2 separate regions of the Mus musculus genome follow, and region 2 is linked to region 1. The links are chromatin contacts, called in public promoter capture Hi-C maps. All regions are on one chromosome and are shown on one strand. The core of a region is the stretch at or near the end of the contact, and the rest is flanking DNA. Distances in the headings are between cores, read along the strand shown. Region 1 holds the start of Arih1 (ariadne RBR E3 ubiquitin protein ligase 1). Region 2 overlaps Neo1 (neogenin).

Region 1 (5,715 bases), core at 1,040-3,539:
ACTTATAAGGAGAAAGTGATCTAAAAACTATTGTTCATCTCTCTCTTTTATTCCTGCTGATACAATGTAATAACTGCCTTATACTTCTGTCATCATGCCTTCTTTGACAGGATAGACACTGACCTCACAATGTGAACATTAATCCTCTCCTTCCTTAACTTGCTTTTGTCTGTTATTTGAATAAATAACACAAGAATAAAACAGTGAATGAATACACAAATATTCCTGAATTATTTCCATAGATATACCACAACAGGATGGAGAAGAACAAAGGGTGTTTGTGTCTGTGGTTTGTCTCAGATGTGGCAATAAGTTATAATTGCTAAATAGAAACACAATGACTCAAGGGACCAAGATAACCCAGAACTGTTGTTAAGAGCTTTGATTTGAGCTAGGCATGGTGGTGCATGTCTCAAATCCTAGCATTTGGAGGCAGGGGCAGGAAGGTCAGGAGTTAAGGGTTATCCTGGGTACATGAGATCCTACTTAAAAAACAAACAAACAAACAAACAAACAAACCGAGAAAGGCTCAGCAGGTACAGACAAGCACTTTCCATGTAGCCTGATGACTCTAACCCAACTTCTGTAGTTTACACAGTGAAGTGTGGGCTAATTCCCATAAGTTATCTTCTGATCTACACTTGCCTTGCACTCAACCCAGTTTAAATATGTGTGTGTAAAGAAATAAATCGATCATTTGAAAACAAAATAGACATAGACATTATATAAGTATGTATCTATATATTTTCCACTTTTTCAAAGGCAATTTCTAAACAGAATCTATATCTTAAGTACTGTATCTATTAAGGGTTCAGCTTTAATAGATTTTCAGACTGGCCAATCCTTCAAGTTACTGGAAGAGGGAGGTCTCTTAAGCCTCTACTTCCTTCAAAACACTTTCCTGGCTCTGGTGTCCTATTTTCAAGGTATTAAGTCTAAAGCAAACAAAACAAGATAAACCCAGTCTTGGAAAGGCATTAAGTGCTTTGTCATGACCTCTAACTAATTTGCCCAATACTTCCCATTTACTGATTGAGTTTTAAACTTCAGCCTTGTAACTATTGTGAACCTTCTGTTTTGACCCAAGGCCATCTTCCTCTCCTCCTCTGTTGAAATAGCCATCCATCAACCCAGCTCACTTCTGCACTATTTCCAGATAAGCAGTCTCTCTTGGTCTTTGTAGATGTGGTTTGCCTGCACTGTTTCCTGGAATTATCACTGTAATTTACATAAAATGTAAGATTTATTATGTATCAGAAAACCTCTCTGCTCCATTGCTGGGGACTGAAATTGGGGCCTTTGTGCATGCTGGACAGGTGTATGCCACCACAAGGTATATACACTTTTATTTTTAGAGTCTCGGGTGCCTCCGCTATAATCTGGGTACTAGGACTCTGTGGTAATGAGCACTAATCTATGGAAGGCCCTTAGTGATTGAGGAATTGATGGCCTTAATTGAGGAACAGGACTGTCACATTGTTCCGGACCCTCAAGAAGTGCTTGTCAAGATGAGTTCAGGAACTGAGTCTTTACTATGACGTCACATCAGGGGGACCCAAGAACCGCTGTAGAGCCACGAGTGGACAGCAACACTCCAACTACCTGTCACCCAACTTGGAGGTTCCGCGTACTACTACCTTCCAGGCAGTAACTCGGGCAACCGGAATTTTAGCAGCACAGCTACCGGCTTCCCGGAACTAGCCAGGGCGTGTCAGATGTGCCTGTGAGGCCCGGAAGCGAGAAAGGTCCTCGGAGAAAACCTCCGCTTGGGCGCTCCCCAGACTCCTCCCCACGACCGGAAGGCCCCAGCCTCCTCACGTCAAGGAGCCACAGCTTCCCAGTGTCTCCGGGCCACCGCCGCGCCGCCGCGCTCCCGTCCTGCTCAGGCTCGGCCGTGGGGTCTCCCCAAATACTACGCAGGGGCCAAGGGGCGTGGCGCGGTGACGTGCAGCGGACCGACGCGATGACGTAGCGCGGCGCGGTGACGCACGCCCCTTTGTTGGCTCAGTAGCGGTAGCAGCGGCCGCGGAGGTGGCGCAGGGGACTGTTTTCCGTCCGAGCCCGGAGCGGAGCGGCGTCTGACTGAGGCCGGCAGCAAGCGGCCCCCGCGCTCCCTCCCGCCCTGCTCCGCGCCCTCCCCGCCGCCGCCACCGCCCGCCTCCAACCGCCGCACGCGGGGAGCAGCCGCGGCCCACGGGGCCGGAACCAGGCCTGCGTCCGGACGGCAGCCGGAGCCGGAGCGAGAGCCGGGGCCTCGGCGTCCCCGCCCTCTCCGCGCCGCGGCCAGCGTCTGCCGGGCCCGCGCGCGTCGCGCCATGGACTCGGACGAGGGCTACAACTACGAGTTCGACGAGGACGAGGAGTGCAGCGAGGAGGACAGCGGCGCCGAGGAGGAGGAGGACGACGACGAGGACGAGCCGGACGATGATAACCTGGATCTGGGCGAGGTGGAGCTGGTGGAGCCCGGGCTGGGCGTCGGCGGGGAGCGAGACGGACTGCTGTGCGGGGAGACTGGCGGTGGCGGCGGCAGCGCTCTGGGTCCGGGAGGCGGCGGCGGCGGTGGCGGTGGCGGCGGCGGCCCGGGACACGAGCAGGAGGAGGATTACCGCTACGAGGTGCTCACGGCCGAACAGATCCTGCAGCACATGGTGGAATGTATCCGGGAGGTCAACGAGGTCATCCAGGTGAGGGGCCCCGCCACGCCATCTGGCCCCGGAGCCGGCTTAGGGAGCGGACCCAAGGCGGCCTGTGCGGCGCCGAAGAGCAGGCCAGGGCCTGGCTCGTCACGGGCCTGTGTGCCCTGCCGGCCGGTCGGGAGGTGCGCTTGGGCGGTGCTTCCCGGAGTCCTGGCATGGCGGAGGCCTGGGGCTGCCTGAGCGGCTATGGCCGGCAGTTCCTGCATGACTACGGCCGGAGGATGGGATACCGGGGCGGGCTAGAGGCGGGTGAGGTGGTGAGTGTGAAAGAGGTGTCAGAAAGAACCCGGCCCTTTTCTCAAGGTTTATCCCTAGCCCTTGAGTCTTTTGAGCAGTTTCAGATGGGATTAGGGCAGGCCCTTCAGAGCAGCTTTAGTGTATGATTGCTCCAAGTGGGCACCGGCTAATAAAGAAATGGATCTCCTTGGCAGTCCTAAGTGGCTACTTAAAGGTGGGGGAAGGGAACTATTTCTCGGAAGAGGTGCTGATGGACCTTATTTTCTGATGGTGAGGCTTATGCCTACATTTTTGGGGGAGTGGGAGGAGTATGTTTTCTTTGGGACCTAACTGCTACTTCTTCCATTGGTAGCAAGTAACTTGATGGAAGCTGTTGGAATAGTTATTGCAGATCCCCTACCCACCCTTGCAGCTTCGGCAACAATAAAACACAGTGTTGTCTAATTGGACAAAACTCTATTGTGAATTAGAAAGTAGAGGCATTCCGGCTTCTGGACTCTATTCTCTGAAGGTTTCTGTTTCGTGCATAGAAGTTAAACTTGCTTCAGACCAGAAACTGCATCCTATTTAACGCTATATACATCCCGATTTTGTATTTTTGAGCTTTAGGAAATAAATTTACATTTGTTTGGGGGAAAAGTTGTTACAAATGGGATATGATTGGAAAGTAAAGATAACATAGGACCCGGTGGTGAAAGTCTGAAATTTCAGTTACTTAGAAGGTCGAGGCAGATGGATGGTGGCAAGTTCAAGGCCTACCTGGACTACAGAGTGAGCTCAAAGCTGTCCCGGGCAACTTGGTGAGATTCTCTCAAGATAGAGTAAAAAGAGGGCTGGAGATAATAACAGCTCAGTGGTAGAGCAAAAAGTTCGAGGCTCTAGGGTCAGCCTCGAAAAATGTTGGAAAAATGAAAAATCAGAGTGAAATCTTGATTCATTTTAACTTTTAGAAAATAGTAGCTACATGGAAGGAAACTACATATGAACAAGAAGTTACTCTTTTTTTTAAGCACATTGCTTCTTAACTTTAGAATGGACAGATTATCAGTGTTACTGCCTACTTGCTGACTTTCCATTATTAACATGTTTATGGTTTGATTCAGAAGGCACCGTTTTGCAGATTAAACCTTGTAGGCATTAAAGAATGTGTTTGGTGTAATGGAAAAATCTCATCTAGTGTTGTTGGTAGTGGAAACTCAATTTTCATTGTAGATGATGGTGCATTTTTCAATAAAAAAATAAATGGGAGGATTGTAGAAGTCAGTTAAGTTTCACTGCTCTAGTTTTTATATAATTAATTGAGATTTCTTTCTTTCATTTTTTTTTTTAAAGAAACAAAAAAATTGCATTAGCAAGGAATTTGGTTAAAACTTGAATTGCTTTTATTTACATGCAATTATATTAAATCATCAAACTTACCTAGCTTACTGGCATTAAAATTATGTTTTGAAATAAATCAAAGATATTCTCAAAAATAACTTTTTGACTTAAAAGTGTGTATTTTACTTTAGTTAAATCTCATCCAGTTTTGTCAGTTCTTAGATTTATCTCAGTTACCAGTCAGGTAGCTGTTATGCATGACATTATCCTTTCTTGTTTTAGATAAGAATGAATGCTGATGAACTACTAAGACCTATAAAAACTGGGGATTTTGGTGGGGGTAGGGGGGTAGTGTCGTACTTTTCCATATTTTCTTGATTTATTACTTTAGCATTTATGAGTAATACTGTTCTTAAGTAGCATTCATGAACACCCGAGCATGTATCCCTTGTTGAAAGTTTATAATTAGAAATACCAGTCAAGGCAAAGGTAGGATATATCCCAGACCATCATTCCTTGAGCTAGTATTCTTATACATCTAAACTAGGCTTGATTCTGTTTTAGGTTATTTAAATTCAAAGCATTGCTTGGATGTACAGGCACATTGTAAGAAAAAAAAAATCTCACAAGTAAAGAGAAACTTTACTAAGTAAGTTACCAAGAGACATCAAAATTTGAGCTGTAGCTAGTTTACTGGAACCTACATAGCCATACATATTTAAAAAAAACAAACAAAAACCAGAATGGTTTTGTGTAATTTGTTTTCAGTGGGGAGAAAAACCAGAAAGAATTTCTGAAGAACTTTCTCTAATAAATAACTACTCTTTTAAAGAACTTAGTGATTGCACATTAATTTGTATAGCCAATCTATTTACTGGCTTTTTATAGTTTTTAACTTAAAAGTATACATATCAGAGGTCAGACATAGAATATTTTCTTATTTCTTCGTGTAAGTCCACTTGTAGAATTAAAGTGAAAGGCTCATTTTCAAGGGATTGAGATGGTGTTAAGTGTTTTCAAGTTAAACTAGTTGCCTAATTGTTATCATATAGTCATTTAAAATTTTTGCTTTGAGGAGGGAGGCATATTGTTGCAGGCCTTTAATACCAACATTCTGGAGGGAGAGTCAGGTTAATCTCTGTAGTTGAGGCCAACCTGATCTATAATATATTGCTTTAGAGGACAGCCAGAGCTAGCTACATAGTGAGGCCCTATCTCAAAAAAACAAAACAAAAACAAAATCAAAACAGAAAACAACAACAACAAAACCCTTTTATATATAGTTCTGACTTTGAATTCTCCTGTAGTGTGACTCAGGGCCTGGCATATGCTAGGCAAGTATTCTATCCCTGAGCTATACCCAGGACTTAATATATTCATTATATGTATTTTTGAGACAGGAGTCTCACTGCACAGCTCAGGGCATCCTGGAACTCATGCTATATCATCATTCTGTTTATGA
Region 2 (5,769 bases), core at 2,268-4,767, 490 kb after region 1:
GTAGAATATAGTTATTCTGCAGTCTTATTTATATCTGCATAGTACTAGTACCTCAGTGTATTAGTGTATCCTAGTTGAGTTTACATGTCATATATCAGAATGAGTCCTCACGTTCAGTCTGAATAGGTTCACAATGAATACTTTGTACCTGTTTACGACGTTATCCAGTGTACCTTTGATATCACTTCAGAGATGCGCGGTTGTTGGGTTGGAGGATGATAAATACATATATATGTATATGCCAGATGCAGTCAGTGAATACGCCATTCTGTATTTCATCAGCCTGTTTCCTTACAGTTAGTCTATCTAGGCTTGGAGTTTTGATAGTGTGATAAGTGAGAAATTTCAATGTAGTTTTAATTTGCATTTTTCTTACTATGAAATTGAAATCATAGTTTCAGATGATTGTGAGCCATTTACATTTCATTTTAGTAACGTGTTCTAGGGCTATGTGTTATCCTTTTGATACTGTGAACATCTTTTGGGAGGTTTAGAGTTTTCTCCCTCTCTTTTCTTTTATTCTAATTTTTTTTTGGGGAGGTATATTGTGGACATGATATGAAGATATTTTTTAAAATCAATAAGTGAATGAAATTTGTCTGTGATTTAACATGGCAGTTTTAATAGTGCAGAATTGGGTTAACAAGCTTTAGAATTCTGTTTATTTTCATCAGTAAATTTGTTACAGAATAAAAGAATTCTAGAACCCAATTTTGCAGACCTTGTTAGAAACAAGATTTTTTTTTTCTTGAAACATTTTATTTTGGGTTGAGAGCTTGATTGTACACATTACTTGTAGAAAATAGCTTGTTATTACCACTTTTCACTTTGTTCTCTCTTTTAACCTGTTAGATTGCCCATAGGATTTCATAAGCATTATTTGACAGTGAAAGCTTTCATCGAATTATTTATGGGATGCAGTTGTCTATATTCTAGGATTAATATCTTTACTCAAATTTTTTTAGTTCAACTTGGTGACAGCTTGTGTACATATGGTGATATACCTTAATAAAATATATAATGCTTGTTTATCACAATGAAAGCTATTAATACTGAAAGAATATCAACTGACTTATATTAACTCCTTAGAAGGTAGCCAGTTACAGAAGAATTATAGAAAAATAGTTTTTAAAAATGTGAAGGTCACTCTATTTTCAAATTGCTGCTCTTAGAATCTGTGCCACTGCATGCTATCGCTTTCTGATTCTCTTGCTCACTATTGTCGGTGTACTTGCTATTTGGTGAATATTTTAAAAGATGTTCATGTAAGACATTGAATCTTACTGTCTTCTGTTTCAAACCTAAGATAATTCTGAGCAGCATGCGTGGTACTGACTGACCTCTTCATGGTAGGCTTTCGATTCCTTGCTGTCTTCATCTCCAGTGACTTCGTCATTACAGTATAGAAATCAGCTTGTGCATCTGTGTCCCACCTTGCCATTCCTCAGCAGTGCTGTAGTATTAGAATAATTTCAGTCTCTCCATCGTAGTCAGGACTCCCAGATTGCTCCCACTACACCTGCATCATTTTTATCCAACCTAATTTACTCGAATTTCCTTTTCTAACTGTGATGGTTCTACAGATGGCCGTTTGCTGATCCCTTTAACTTTCTTAACTTCACTGTCATGACACCATCTTGTTTGCCTTGAAGTTTTAAATGATTGCTTTCCTTTTAAAAATCACATTAATCATATTTGAGTCTTTTCAGCTATGGTAAATACTTTGCCAGGAGTCTCACTGTTCGTGGGGATCAGTTTTCCTGTTGTAGTGCTCTCCCCATTCTTGCTGCCTTATTTCACATATTTTACTGAAACCATTTTTACTTTGACCGTCAGTACATGATCTTAGTGTATAACCTCGGTGTATATGTAATGAATGGGGTCAAGGCAGCTCATCCTCTTTTAGTCCTTTGGCTTCTTCTGTGCTCTGCTCCTTTGTCTTTTGACTTTTATGGCATTTTGTTTTGAGACAGGGTCTTCTGTATACCAAGATGGCCTCAAAATTGCTATGTAGCTAAGGATAACCTTGAATTTGATCTTTCTGCTTGTACCTTTCAAGTGCTGGGATTTCAGGTACTCATGACCATAGATATTTATATGGTTCTGGGGACTAGAACTCAGCCAGTGAATGTCAGACAAGTCCTCTACCAGCTGAGTTACACGTCTAGCTCCTCTGTATATCACTTAAATTCTTTTCTGTAACGTTTTGCTTCCAGCCAGTTTAGAGTTTTTCTTGCTGTGACAGATACCTAAGAAAAGCAGTGTAAAGGAGAAAGATTTATTTATTTTGGCTCACAATTCTGGAAGTTTCAGTTCTTGATCACTGGCTCTATGTTTTTAAACCTGGGTTGAGGTCGTTGTACATCATGATGGAAGGATGTTAGCAGAACAGAGCTTCTTAACTCAAGTCAACCAGGGAGTAGGAAGAAGGATAGGAAGGGACCGGGACAAGGGCATCCCCCCAGTAGCTTATGTTTTTCTTCCGCTTCTCGTGAAGTTTAGCTCCTCCTAAAGCATAAAGAAATACTTTGTAAATGATTTCTGCTCCAGAAACCTTTCCTCAGCAAGCTGAAACATCAAAATGAATACATTTTTTATTGAAACTTGAAAAAATTTCTAAAAAGTTTGTTTCTAAGGAAACATTTCTGAATAGGTGTTAAGAGATCACTGCTGATAGCTGCTAAAGTCCTAATTTTCATTGTCAATTATTTAATTTGATATCTAAGAGAGAATTTAGTTTTGATCCTTCCTATTAACTGCCATAATTCCATTCACCCTTTGAAAAAATAATGTGAATTTGGTTGTTTTTAGTGTTGATGAAGGAAAACATAGTTGGCTGCTGGCCTTTCTCAGTAGAAATAATAACACAAGCCAAAACCATAAAAATTTCTGACTGCCATACTAAAAAGGTAAAATAGAAATCATTTTATTAATATTTAGTAAATATTTCCAAAAGACATGTAAATCAGCATACATTATTAGATACTTTGCATTCTTGTGTGTTTGTACAATCCATGTTTTCTAAATCAATTGTGTGGTTTTTACTATTTTACATGTATCTCAATTAAGACTAGCTGTAGTTCAAGTTCTCAGTGTATATCACTTACCCATATTAGATAGTGCACATGTAATGATTATGATCTTGGTTCAGATAGCTTAATTATTTTGGAGCAATTTTTTATTCATTTTGTAGCAAAAGGTTTTAAATCAAAGATGATAATTCTTACCATTAGTGAACTGGACTGAGGGAATTCTCATAAAGCCTGGATTGTGTCTAATGCATAGTGAACACTCAGGAAGCTTTCATTATTATTTTTATACCCTTACACCTTGTCCATAATTCCCATTCAATCTTAGAAGTACAACAACCAAAATCCAGACTAGATCTTGGATTTCTTTATTTCTGTTTTGTCTCTTTTGTTTCTTCTATTTTTGCCTTCAGTTCCTTGCTCTACAAACTTATGATTAAGATGAACATATTTTCCGAGGGGGGCGTTCTTTGTGGTTAGAAGATGCAAAGGATGATGTCTTTAAGGTCAGTTCAGTCTTTGGAAGAATTAATTAGCTTTGCAGAAAGAGTAAGCTGTGGAGCTGAAATTGCTAAAATGTTATGTAGTAAAATGGTAGAAAAAACTTGTCACTTTCTAAATATCTGTGTAAAATTGGTAATATAAATATATTAAGTTGTGTCTTTGAATGTTAAGTCACTTTAACTTTCCAATTTTGGCGGGGGGATTTTTAATTAAAAAACTGAGAACTTAAGACTGAGCTGTATAGCATCACGGAACATAAAAGGATAAAGTGAAATGTCACATTGGGAAGTGGTTTGGGATGCACTTGGTGTTAGGAGATAATACTGCGGTGTAAGGAAATAGGAAGTCACTTGAGAGTAGAATCTTAGTTTATGATGAGATAATTTTCTTATAGTGAAGAAAATTACACAGACTGCTTTCATTTGTAGGTTTATAAAGAGGCTTGCTCTGAATTTCTACTATTGAACTTTGTACTTCTTCCTGAAAAAGAGCAGGGTTTTTATTTCTGCTGGCATTAAAATGCCATGTGTTGATATCTTGCTTTAGGTACTATAAAATTTACAGCTAGTATGAAGCATACAGTTAGATTTGTTGGTATTGTAGGGATGGTGCTTATAACTGAAAGTAGTTCCCTGTGAATGTATTCTTTCCTAGAATGGGATTCTGTCAAAAGGTGTGAAGTAGTCTATCAGAAAGTGAGGAAGAATCTATCAAAAAGTGAGAACTATTCTATTAAGAAGTGAGAAATTTGTAGAGACTTGGAAATGAAGGAGATACCAGACAGGCTCCATTACGATTATTTCATCGTATTTTGTCCAGTGACTCTGGCCTTAGTAAACTAATAGTATGCAGACTAAAGTAGATGTCCTATGAGGACTGTTGAGACATCCAGGCCAGCTTTTGTATAGACAGCTGAGCTCTCTGCAGTGCCCAAAGGAAAACTGTTAAATGATAGATTTCTCTGCTCTCTGCACATGGTTGTTGAACAGTAAATGATTCATTGTGAAGCTGTTTAATATGTCTTTAGATTTTTACTCCTTTATCTTCTTATCTTTTTCCTTCACAGTAACCAGGAGTAAGAAACTGATGCACACTTCCTACCTTTTTCAGGGCCTATGTACTCACATATTCATTGAGCTATAATTTACATTCATTGGTATTAGTCATTTTCCACAGAACTCTAGGCCAATTAAACACATGGCTCAGGTTTTACTGGATAATACTCTGAGGCAGGTGGGGACTGTTGTACTATATGAGTGGATCCAGACCATCCTGCCACGTATTGTGATGGTTTTATCTCACCCATTTTTCTGCTGAGTAGTTTGAACTTTTTAATTTTTTCTTGTATACAAAAATCATCTTTCTCTATTGTTTTCCTGCTTTGTTTCTGTGCTTTGCAAAAGTGTAATTAATGTGTTTGTCAAATTCAAGAAAGTAAAGTTTATCTTTTTCTGTTTCTATGAGGTTTCATCTTTTTACTTAAAAGGCTGTCTAAGCTCCAAGGTTATACTTGTTTTCTCCTAAAATTTCTAATATGATTTTTATTGCATACTTTCTATATGTTTGGAATGAATTTTCATAGCTGTGTGTGTACAGTGATACGTTGTAGCACTTGAGATCTTAGACCCACGTTCTGTTCTTACCTGTGTGACCTTTGGCAAGTTACTTAATGTTTCTGTGCTGCTTTCTTCAATGAGATGGAGGTGATACTAGGGCCGCTTCTCATAAATGAGTGATGCAGATGTGCAAAATGTTTAGAACAGTGTTAGTACCATTTTATACGTTCCATACGTCTAGAAGGTTAATGCAGTAAACATTTTAATAGGAACAGATAGAATAACTTCTGGTTACTTTTCAAAAATTGCTAAGTTCCTTTCCAGAGGTTTTAAGACTTTTCACATACATTTCTTAGGCCTCATCATGTGGAATCGAGACCTTTTTTTCTAATACAAAATACTGTTTTGGATTTATCTAGATTTTTAAGTGTTGGGAAGCTCTTCAAAGATTTGAAAGGTTTCTGTTTATTTTTTCCTTCTGCCATTCTGTTTTATATTTATTTAGAACCAATCACTGATTTATAATACAGGATTAGTGTATCTTGAAGTCACAATTTACATAATTTAGAAATAACAGTCTTAACGTCGTTGTTTGAGTTAGACTTTGCTGAAGATGAAGCTTGATTACAGCTTGAGTTCTTTACCAATTGGACAATAGCTTCCCTCTCCTCCCTTCCTCT

Evidence for each region. Promoter capture Hi-C pulls out the DNA fragments that hold promoters and counts their contacts.
Region 2: a contact with region 1 is called in a promoter capture Hi-C map of the HPC-7 cell line, with 2.2 times the contacts expected there. The contact joins the enhancer-like site here to the promoter of Arih1 in region 1. A contact is called at or near these places in 8 of 39 promoter capture datasets (the 3T3-L1 cell line, the HPC-7 cell line, HPC-7-derived erythroid cells and 5 more) and 7 of 115 datasets of contacts at active chromatin or transcription factors (bone marrow-derived macrophages, craniofacial prominence, differentiating embryonic stem cells and 4 more).

What each region holds. Positions count from the first base shown.
Region 1 is chr9:59,482,948-59,488,662 of GRCm38.p6, reverse strand. Arih1 (ariadne RBR E3 ubiquitin protein ligase 1) reads left to right here and starts at 2,289. Exons shown (of 14, transcript NM_019927.2): 1 at 2,289-2,684. The coding sequence starts at 2,316.
Region 2 is chr9:58,992,074-58,997,842 of GRCm38.p6, reverse strand. The region is part of intron 1 of Neo1 (neogenin); the gene reads left to right. Among named protein-coding and RNA genes, the nearest start is that of Neo1, 41 kb to the left of the region's middle. Within about 2 kb of position 3,517, at least 2 of the 459 cell types and tissues checked have an H3K27ac peak or open chromatin away from gene starts, as enhancers often do. A contact at or near this core is called in the HPC-7 cell line, where this site is marked.